Linked DNA regions of Rattus norvegicus: region 2 is linked to region 1. The links are chromatin contacts, called in public Hi-C maps. All regions are on one chromosome and are shown on one strand. Each heading gives the region's core, a stretch centred on a gene start, on an enhancer-like site or on the middle of the called end of the contact. The rest is flanking DNA. Distances are from core to core; before and after follow the strand shown.

What was found. Hi-C and Micro-C count contacts between places; a contact is called where the count stands out from the background.
Region 2: a Hi-C map of prefrontal cortex shows a contact between it and region 1, with 2.4 times the contacts expected there. The contact joins the promoter of Islr2 here to the enhancer-like site in region 1. A contact is called at or near these places in 2 of 12 Hi-C or Micro-C datasets (the A7r5 cell line and prefrontal cortex).

The regions. Positions count from the first base shown.
Region 1 is chr8:67,420,184-67,424,381 of GRCr8, forward strand. It overlaps a transcript of Ccdc33 not described here. Among named protein-coding and RNA genes, the nearest start is that of Ccdc33, 8.8 kb to the left of the region's middle. Within about 2 kb of position 2,943, at least 30 of the 93 cell types and tissues checked have an H3K27ac peak or open chromatin away from gene starts, as enhancers often do. A contact at or near this core is called in prefrontal cortex, where this site is marked.
Region 2 is chr8:67,508,480-67,512,939 of GRCr8, forward strand. It overlaps Islr2 (immunoglobulin superfamily containing leucine-rich repeat 2), which reads right to left and starts at 1,502. Exons shown (of 3, transcript NM_001399427.1): 1 at 1,216-1,502; 2 at 481-611. LOC134480059 (a long non-coding RNA gene) reads left to right here and starts at 3,852. Exons shown (of 2, transcript XR_010054192.1): 1 at 3,852-4,148.

The sequences.
Region 1 (4,198 bases), core at 1,693-4,192:
TCTACAGACTGGCCCTTTGAGAGGTCCTTAGAGTCAATTCTCAGGATACCAAGGACAAGTGTACCATCTTCTCTTCCATTTCTTTAGCCTTCCCAGAGTGAACCAGTTTGTGTCCCCTCCTTTACTCAATGACTTTGCAATCTCACTATGCTGTATTTGTCTTTCTGGGGGTTCTGAGAGGCCAGACCTGGCTCAGAATCAGGGACCAACAGACACTGCATGGAGGAACTAAGACTGCCTCCCTGAGGGTGCCGGGCAAGGACAGGTGGCTCCTCCTGCCCCCACAGCTGAATCCAGGGTGCCTTCCACGCCATCTGTTTTTAGGGAGTTTGGGGGACCCTGTCTCATCCAAGAAGCCTTCAGGACTGCAGGGAAGCCAGCCTTTCTCTTAACTTTCACAGTCATCTTGTGAGGGAGGCATTACATGCCCTCTATAGGGGAGGAAACAGGGACAGAGAAGTAATGTGACTCCCCCAGGGGCAGTGGGAGGCAGTGACCTGGAGCTCACTTGAGTGTAAAGCCGACTGTGGTGCTTGCTGGTGTAAGACCCTCATTCTTCGGACAGAGTATCGGAGGGTTTACTCATGTGCTGGGAATTTTGATGCAGTATTTCTTCTACGTCTCACCAGCCAGTTCTAGGGAGCCACAAAATTTGTCCTGAACTCTTCACACTGAACATCCCCAACTTCACTCCAGCCTTGATCCCAAACCACCCAGTCCACGAGTCCATCGCTGGGACGGTCAGCTGAACACTGGGTAACCTGTCTTAGCTGATCTTGGTATCATATCATATTCATAAGATGCCACCAGGAAGCCCAGCTACTTCCTTCTGCTCTTGTCCAAGGGGTCAAGACTTGAAGCAGTAGGGTCCACTTCTAAGGGATTGAGGAAGAGTTTGCAAATTGTGAGTCTGCCTGGCCAGGAATGCAGTTCGTCATCCCTCACCCTACACTGATGCTGACTGCTGGAGCAGAGAGTCCGGAACATGCTGTAGAGAGCAGGATTCCATCTTGGCTTTGGTGCTGGCTCTGCAGGACCTTGCCTTCTCTAGGATTTAGTTTCCTCCACAGAAATGGAATACTGTCAGGCTACCCTGCCTTCCTCCTGAGACCAATGCGGTGCTCTAATGAGGCTTTGTGGGTGCCCAGTGAAGTATGGACTCTGCCTTGGTCAGTCTGGCTCAGAGCAGCTTCCATGACAGAAATCCCAAAGCCTGTGGAGACACCACCTCCTCTCCATCCCCTTGGTATTTCTACAATTCTTTACTTCCTGAGTTCTCCTTACCAGCCAATTTCTTTCCTGGCTCCATATCCTGCCTCTGCACTGTGCTCTTTCTGAGAGTTCCATTAGAACCCTCTCCTGCCCCATCTATCCTTGAGGCATGGCTCAGCTATCATCCTGATGTCTGTGAGGAGGGTTTTACACCATATAAGTTCCCACCCTTCTCTTCACCCAAACCCCATGGCTTCCTCACTAGACATCACTGTGCCCATTGTTTGGCTGAGGACTACGAGGCCCAAGGAGGTTGGGGACTCCAGCTGAGTCGTAACTGTTCAGATGCAGCTAGGAACTGAGGTTCAAAGCTCCAGTCTTCTAAATCCTCCCAGAGCTGCTGCTCTGCAGTGATCTGAGGCCTTGGGGCTCACTTATAGATATTGTGGGTTTGGAAAGTCACTGTTCGTGCCTTCTATCTCCTCCGAGATATATCCCTGTGGCTATATGGACATTTCTCCAAGGGCTGGACACACAGAAACTCAGTCTGCTGCTCGGGAAAGTGAATAGAATGAAGGCACGGGTGGGTGGATGGATGAATGAACGATGCCACCTTATGTCAAGTGAGGTTGGACCACAGTACCACCGGGAAGGCTGTGGGAGTGAGACAGGGGAAGGACACCCATATGAATGCTTGGCTTATCCCAGGAAAGGGACTACTTTGTGCTGGCCTTGGCATCTGCTGACCCTGAGACTTTGCAGACTCAGTCTAGGCTGAGGGTGGCTGTGCTGACAGCTCGTAGGCCAACCATCATGGAGACCAAGCATCCAGGCTGTCAGCTTCCCCTGCTGCCTGCCCCCGTCTGCTGTCAGAGTTGAATTAAATATCAGTTTCACACAGCGCTTTAATCTCACCTCATACATCACACTTGCCGTGTCCCCTACTCATTTGGTAGATATTGTGCTCTGGCGTCTGTAGAGACGAAACCAGGAGGCATGGGTCTACATGTGGGGGTATGCATGTGTACTTCCCATGTGTGCATGTTTCTTATGGACTTGTCTTTGGGAGAGGACATGGTGTGTTTTTGCACACATATGATCACTATGTACATGTGTGCTTCTGTGAGCCTAAACACCTGTGAAGGAAATTGCTGGGAATGACAGATGGGTTCACATTTCCCTGGAGCTGGGGTTCGGCTGAGGATTTCAGAAGCAGGCACCCCCTTCCTCTCCATTACCCTCAACTGGATTTTCTGTCTCTCTCTATCTCTCTCTGTCTCTCTGTCTCTGTCTTTCTCTGTTCTCTCTCACACACTCATGCACAGGGCATCCTCTCTCTCACACACACATACTCATATGTATGCAGGCTCTCTCTCTCTCTTTCTCTCTCTCTCTCTCTCTCTCTCACACACACACACACACACACACACACACACACACACACACACGTAGGCTCCCTCTCTGTCTTTCTCTGTCTCTCTGTCTGTCTCTCTCTCTCTCTGTCTCTCTGTCTCTGTCTCTCTCTCTCTCACACACACACACTCATATGCAGACTCTCTTTGTCTCTCTGTCTCTCTCATACACACACACACACACACACACACACACACAGGCTCACACTTGCAGGCACCCAGGAGGTGTGAGTCAGCACCAGTTCTTGCCGGTGGGAGAGGGGAGAGGCAGAGAGGAGGCGGGCCAGCAGGGCCATCTGCTCTGTTCCCTTACAACAATCTGCTAATGGAGCCACTTCCCAGACTAGCACCCAGACTGGCCCTCTCTACCCTGCAGTGTGGTATCTGACCCAGGGATAGTGGGACTCACAAGTCCACAGCATTCCTCTTTTGGGAGCCAGGCAAGAAGGAGCAATCTTGTTTTCTAGGTGCAGAAACAGAGGCCTGAACTATACCTTGCTCAACACAGATTCTCCTGTGCACTCGTTGCTAGAACAGCAAGCTTCTGTTAAACGCCTGCTGCAGGGCATGCTGGACTGTATACCAACCACTTCTCTTTCACTCAGATCTTCCCAGTAATGGTGGATACAGGAGTTGTTCTCACCCATTTCACAGGTGGGGAAGCAGAGGCTGAGAATGGCCTGTAACTTATACAAGGTCAAGGTGCTGCTAAACCAGAGCTTAACCTGCATCGAGTCCTTCTGATCCATGTGCCTGCTCTGTCCAGCCAGCTGATAAAGAAGGGGCCTCTATGACAGGATTCCAAGGGCTTTTAGAGACAGCTCAAAGATCAGGCAGTGTGGAGACAGAGGCAGAGGCTTGTGCAGGGACATAAGTACAGGACCCCGGCTTCTGATGCTCACCTAGGAGAGGCACCCTGGGTGGGACCCCTGGATCCTCCCTTGAGGATTCATTGGATAGGAAGTGCTTCATTACAGGTGGTCAACGGGCCATTATGGGGCCAGCCAGTCCCTGGCTCCTCTCCTTGGTGTGTGTGTGTGTGTGTGTGTGTGTGTGTGTGTGCGCGCGCGCGCGCGCGCCGTGCGCTGGGGGAGGGGTTGGAAATACTCACTGCCCTATCCTCCCCAGGGCCAGAACTGGCTACTCCACTGCTCTGCCAGTCTCAGCCTCACCACCATAGAGACAGGCTACACCCCTCCCTGTGCGGGTGACAGCACTCTCTGAGAACGCCTTGACAGCGCCTTTGTTCCTCAGAAATAAAAGAAAATCGAGGTACAAAGGGAAACCTCAGGTAGCTTTTAGCAGGGCTCAGCTGCCTGGGGCAGAGTGTGTTTAAGCTGGAGGCACTTGTCACTGGAGCTTGAGGGGAGAGCCTGAGACCCCGCCCAGTCCCTATGTGGTAAGAGGGGTGGGAGGGTGCATGTCCCCATGATCACGTTTACTCAGGAAAAAAAAGCTCTTTCAAATAATGGCAAAGGAGAAAAAAAATCAATGAAAATTGATAGGGAAATGTAAAACAGGGCTCTCTCTTTCTCTCCCCGCCCTCCCGTGTGTGTGTGTGTGTGTGTGTGTGT
Region 2 (4,460 bases), core at 252-2,751, 87 kb after region 1:
CTAGGAAGCCTCCACCCACTTATGCCTTCTAGCCTCTCTGCCCTGGGCTGCAGCTCCCCTCAGGGGAGAGTCACAACTGTTCAACCATTCTTCCAGCTGAGAAGAAAATTTTACCTGCCTCCCAACCCCCATGCCTAGAGCAGGCATGTTGTGGAGACAGTCTCTAAAGCTTCCTCTTTGGATTCCACAGAGCCCAGGTGAATCCCTCTGCCCACAGTTTTTAGGGGACAGTCTCTAGCTAATAAACTCGGAGACAGTCCAAGTCTCTATACCTGAGTGCACCCCCTATCTCTAGACATACAAATACATTAACATAGACCCCCTGCCCCAACTTGAGGCTCCTGTCAGTCTTTGTAGACCCTCTCCCACACCCTGCCTTTGAAATTAGCTGGTTCCCTTCTTGCTTTTGCTTTTAAGGGAGGTACCTCCCTTCCCTGTTCCTCCCAGACAGCCACCCAACCCTGGCTAGGCTGGACCGACCTTGTGGGCTGTGGTTGTGGGGTCCTTCCACTGTTTACCTGCTGCTCTCTGACCTGCAGTGTGCCGCCTTCAGACTGCAAGCCGTTCTCCAGAATCAGGTGACAGTCCAAGGGCGCTTCTGGCATCTGTTGCTGTGGCAGTGGGGAGAAAGGGGTAGTATATTGAAAGAACTCCTCTTGGCCCGAAGTCCTACTTCAATTTTGTCCTTTCTTATCTGTTCGCCCTACTTCTCGATGATTGCAGGTTGGAGAGCCGTCGCGCGCCCACGGGCTCAGCGGGAACGCGCACAGTCTCCCACCTCGTGCAGCGTTTACATTTGTTAAAGCCATAGAGATCCTCTACTCACTCCAGGCTGAGTTCTGTCAGTTTCAAGGGGCTCCATATGCCCATAGCCCTAGGCTCTGCCCTCCCCAGCCCCCCTCCGTACCCCTATAACCCATTTTCTATTTCTCCCAACATTTACACATTTGATAACATGGTCACTATTCCTCGTTATGTCTCCAAAGCCCTCCCCAACACACACACACACACACACACACACACACACACACACACACACACACACACACACCCTCTCCACATGACCTTCACAGGTTAGTAGAACTACCCGTCAACATGTAATAATCGCGTCAACGCGCTAAGTTCTCCCTACCTTCACACACATTTTCACAAGCACACCTTCACTCGAACACTCACCGTTCTCTTTCGCGCACACAAATATCCACGCTCACTCACCCTCACGCGCCCGTCCCGCCAGCGCCCGCGAGCTTTTGCTTTTAACTGAATACGATCCTTTCTACGCCCCGCAACACGTGAGACAAACCATCTTTGAGGAATTTGGGAGAAAGAAAGGCATAGGACTGGAGGGGCGTGTCTTTGCCTTTAAACACTTTTTTCCTCCCCAAAGCAAGCAGCCGCACAGAAAGACCTCCAGCGGGACCTGCTGAACTGCGCTGCCTGGCTCTCCCGGACCCTTTCCTTCCAGCCGGCTGCTAGCCTCCCCCTCCCCGAAGCCTCGTTCAACACGATGCATAATTGATAGTGTTAGCAGAGCGCCTCACCCTCTCTGTCATTTTTTGCCTGGATCTGGGCAGATACAAATCCCGGCTCCCCTCCGCCCCCAATCACCGCCAAACTAACTCGCCAGACGAGAAGGCACAACCCTGCAGGGTGCGCTGAGAGGTGCGCAGGAGAGAAGATGCCCACCTCCCCAGCCCATCCAGACCCTGCTCAACCTCTTTAGCTTGAACTCCACACTCAGGTCTTTTGTGGCAAGACCAGTGCGTGCACTCCACTGCCCGTGAGCTCGCTGGTGCTTACAGTGGGATGAGTATCTTCTGAGCTCCTTAAACACTATGTTGAACTCACCCAAATGTCTCATTCTGCTCTTGCTTGCTGCAGGCTAATAGAGCACCGAGGTTACCACTGATGGTGATGACAGGGAACAGGATAGTTACAAAAAAACCGTTTGCTCTTCTTAAGTGCTGTGGACTAGGGACTTATACCCATGAGCATTTCCTGCACTCCCACCCCTCAGTATCCTCTCAGCATCTCTAGCAAGCATGCCCTCAACCCCTGCATGCTCGTGTACACACACACACACACACACACACACACACACACACACACACACACACACACAGAGTTAAAGCCTAGGCAGCAACCACCGCCCTGCCATCTCACGCCCTCATGTAACAGCTGGCCTCAGCAGACTTGGGACTAGCTGTTCTCTTTGGCAAACCCTGGACATTTCTCTCTTTTAGCGACAAGCAGGAGGATTTCAAGGGATGTCTAGGCATTTGACTAAAATGCATCATCTCACTCCCCCGCCTACGGCATCCCAGGAGGCAGAGCTGTTAGCCAGTACTGGTAAGGGGGCATAGGTTTTCAGAGACATGTGGAGTCCCCACTCCTTCTTTTTCATATACACTGTAATACTGGGGTTCTCGTGGTCTCCCAGCCATCATCAGAGTCAGCCTTCTGTCTTGGTTGGATGGCAGTGTGTTTGGGGCCTCTGCAGAGATCAATACCCCGATTTGAGTGTTAAGCATTTTAATGAGCAGGAAGGGGGCGCAGAGAAATGCAGGAAGAACGCTGCATCTAAAGGGACCACCCGGCAGGGTTTCTGAGGCTCCTTTGTAAATTAAATATGAACACACTGGTGTGTGCACGCTTTGGTCCCTCCCTCTTCCCTACTCCTGGCTACGGGCTCCTGGGACACCCCCCACCCCCACTCACAAGCTCAGCCAAGTTCGGAATCTAGAACTTCACACCTGCTCAGGCCTGGAAACCCCACAGACCGAACCAAGAAGAGGGTGCTTGAGTGGTCCAAGGAAGATGTCTTTGAGAAGGGAGCGGGGATGAGAACTCTGACTCCTCCCTGCCTGGAATCCTGCACGTCTGAGACCGTCCAGCGCAAGGCTTTAACCTGGGACATGGCCTCAGAGGTTTGGAACAGCCGGCCTGATACCGACTTCTTTGTCTGCAAAGCAAGAAGAATGTCCTGTCTTAATGTTCACGTTCTAGCAACCTTGAGGCGGGTGCTTTGCACCAGAAGAGGGTGTGGCAGCAGAGAGACTAAGACTCTGTGCTCTAGGATGGAGAGTCCTGGGGACTTTCCTGGTGAGGGAGAGAAAGACGCAAGGCGTGGGCGTTTCTCGGTCAGTGGACATCCATCCATTCGATTTTTACTTCTAGTCAGTTCGTTTTTGAGTTTGGAGGGACGCAAGCCTGCCGAGCGATAACTTAGAAGGAGCGAAGGGCCAAGGACTGGAAGGAAGAATGGGCTTTTAGCTCTCCTGGACCGCGCGGACGTGCAAGCGTGTCTGGGGTAAGCTCTCCGAACTCTGGCTTTCTTCCCCAAGGAGGCCAAAGCCAGGGGACTCCATGTGGAGAGGGCGGTTCCAGCATCTCCAGGATAGTTTAAGGGCGTGGCGACCACGCTGGCTGGAATACTGATTCCTGTGAACCCCGGCTTCCCACCCACTCTCCCGAAAAATGCTTTTGTTGCCCGAATTTGCACCAGGGAGAAGACATCCCTTACCCCGTCTTCAACCCTGCAGAATCTAGTGCCGTTCCAGACAAGGCCAGCCGAAGTCGCCTCTAGCAGCGTCCGCAGGGTCTTGGGTAGGAGCTGCAATTCCTAATTCAACCACTAAGCTCTGCTAGAAGACGGTAGGCAGAGCCTTGGCGCCGCCCAGAATTGCCGTCGATTGCTTTTAATGTTAATAATACAATGACCTAGGAAAGCAGAGCCGGGCGTAAAAACACTTCCCACCCACCACCCCTGCCCTACGTCTCTGATCTTTAAAGGCACAAGTGTTTAATCAGGTGAGTGCAGTAAAAGTGAGAGAAAAGAGCGATAGAAAGTTGCCAAGATCGAAAACAGTGGGCTCCAGATTCAGAATCTGTCCAGGTCAGGCACAAGCTTTTACCAAGCTGCACTCCTGACTGTAGACAGACGCAGAGGTCAAGAGCTAAGGCCCCTAGACTGTTTTGTGGATCGATCTCCACAAACTTCAACCTTGAGGTCCCAGATGGTCCAGGTGGTGGGAGAGCTGAAACCGAAGGCTCTACGGACTTGCTCCCCTGGCTAGGTCCGTGAAGATCTGGGGTTCAACCTTGGTCCCCGCGCGCCCCCTGCTGGATACTGCCTGCAGAGTGCAGAGGTAAGGACCTTGAAGGAACTTTGCGAGAGGGCCTAGGCACCAAAGAGATCTCTGCCCAGGGCTTTTCAGTACTATCGTGGGGGACGGGCTTAACCAAAACCCTCGAGTTTTCTCTCAGTATGTCCAGCCTGCTCACCCATGAAAACACAACCGGCCCTCCTTACTCTAACGGTTTGGCCTGTTCGTGGCCCGTTGAGTTCCCAGAGCTCAGAATCCAACAGTGCACCATTCTCCTGTCAGTCAATCGGTGAGCATAGTTGCATCAGCAAGAAAGCGTCCATCATACATACCTTCCTGACCCTGACCAGAAGC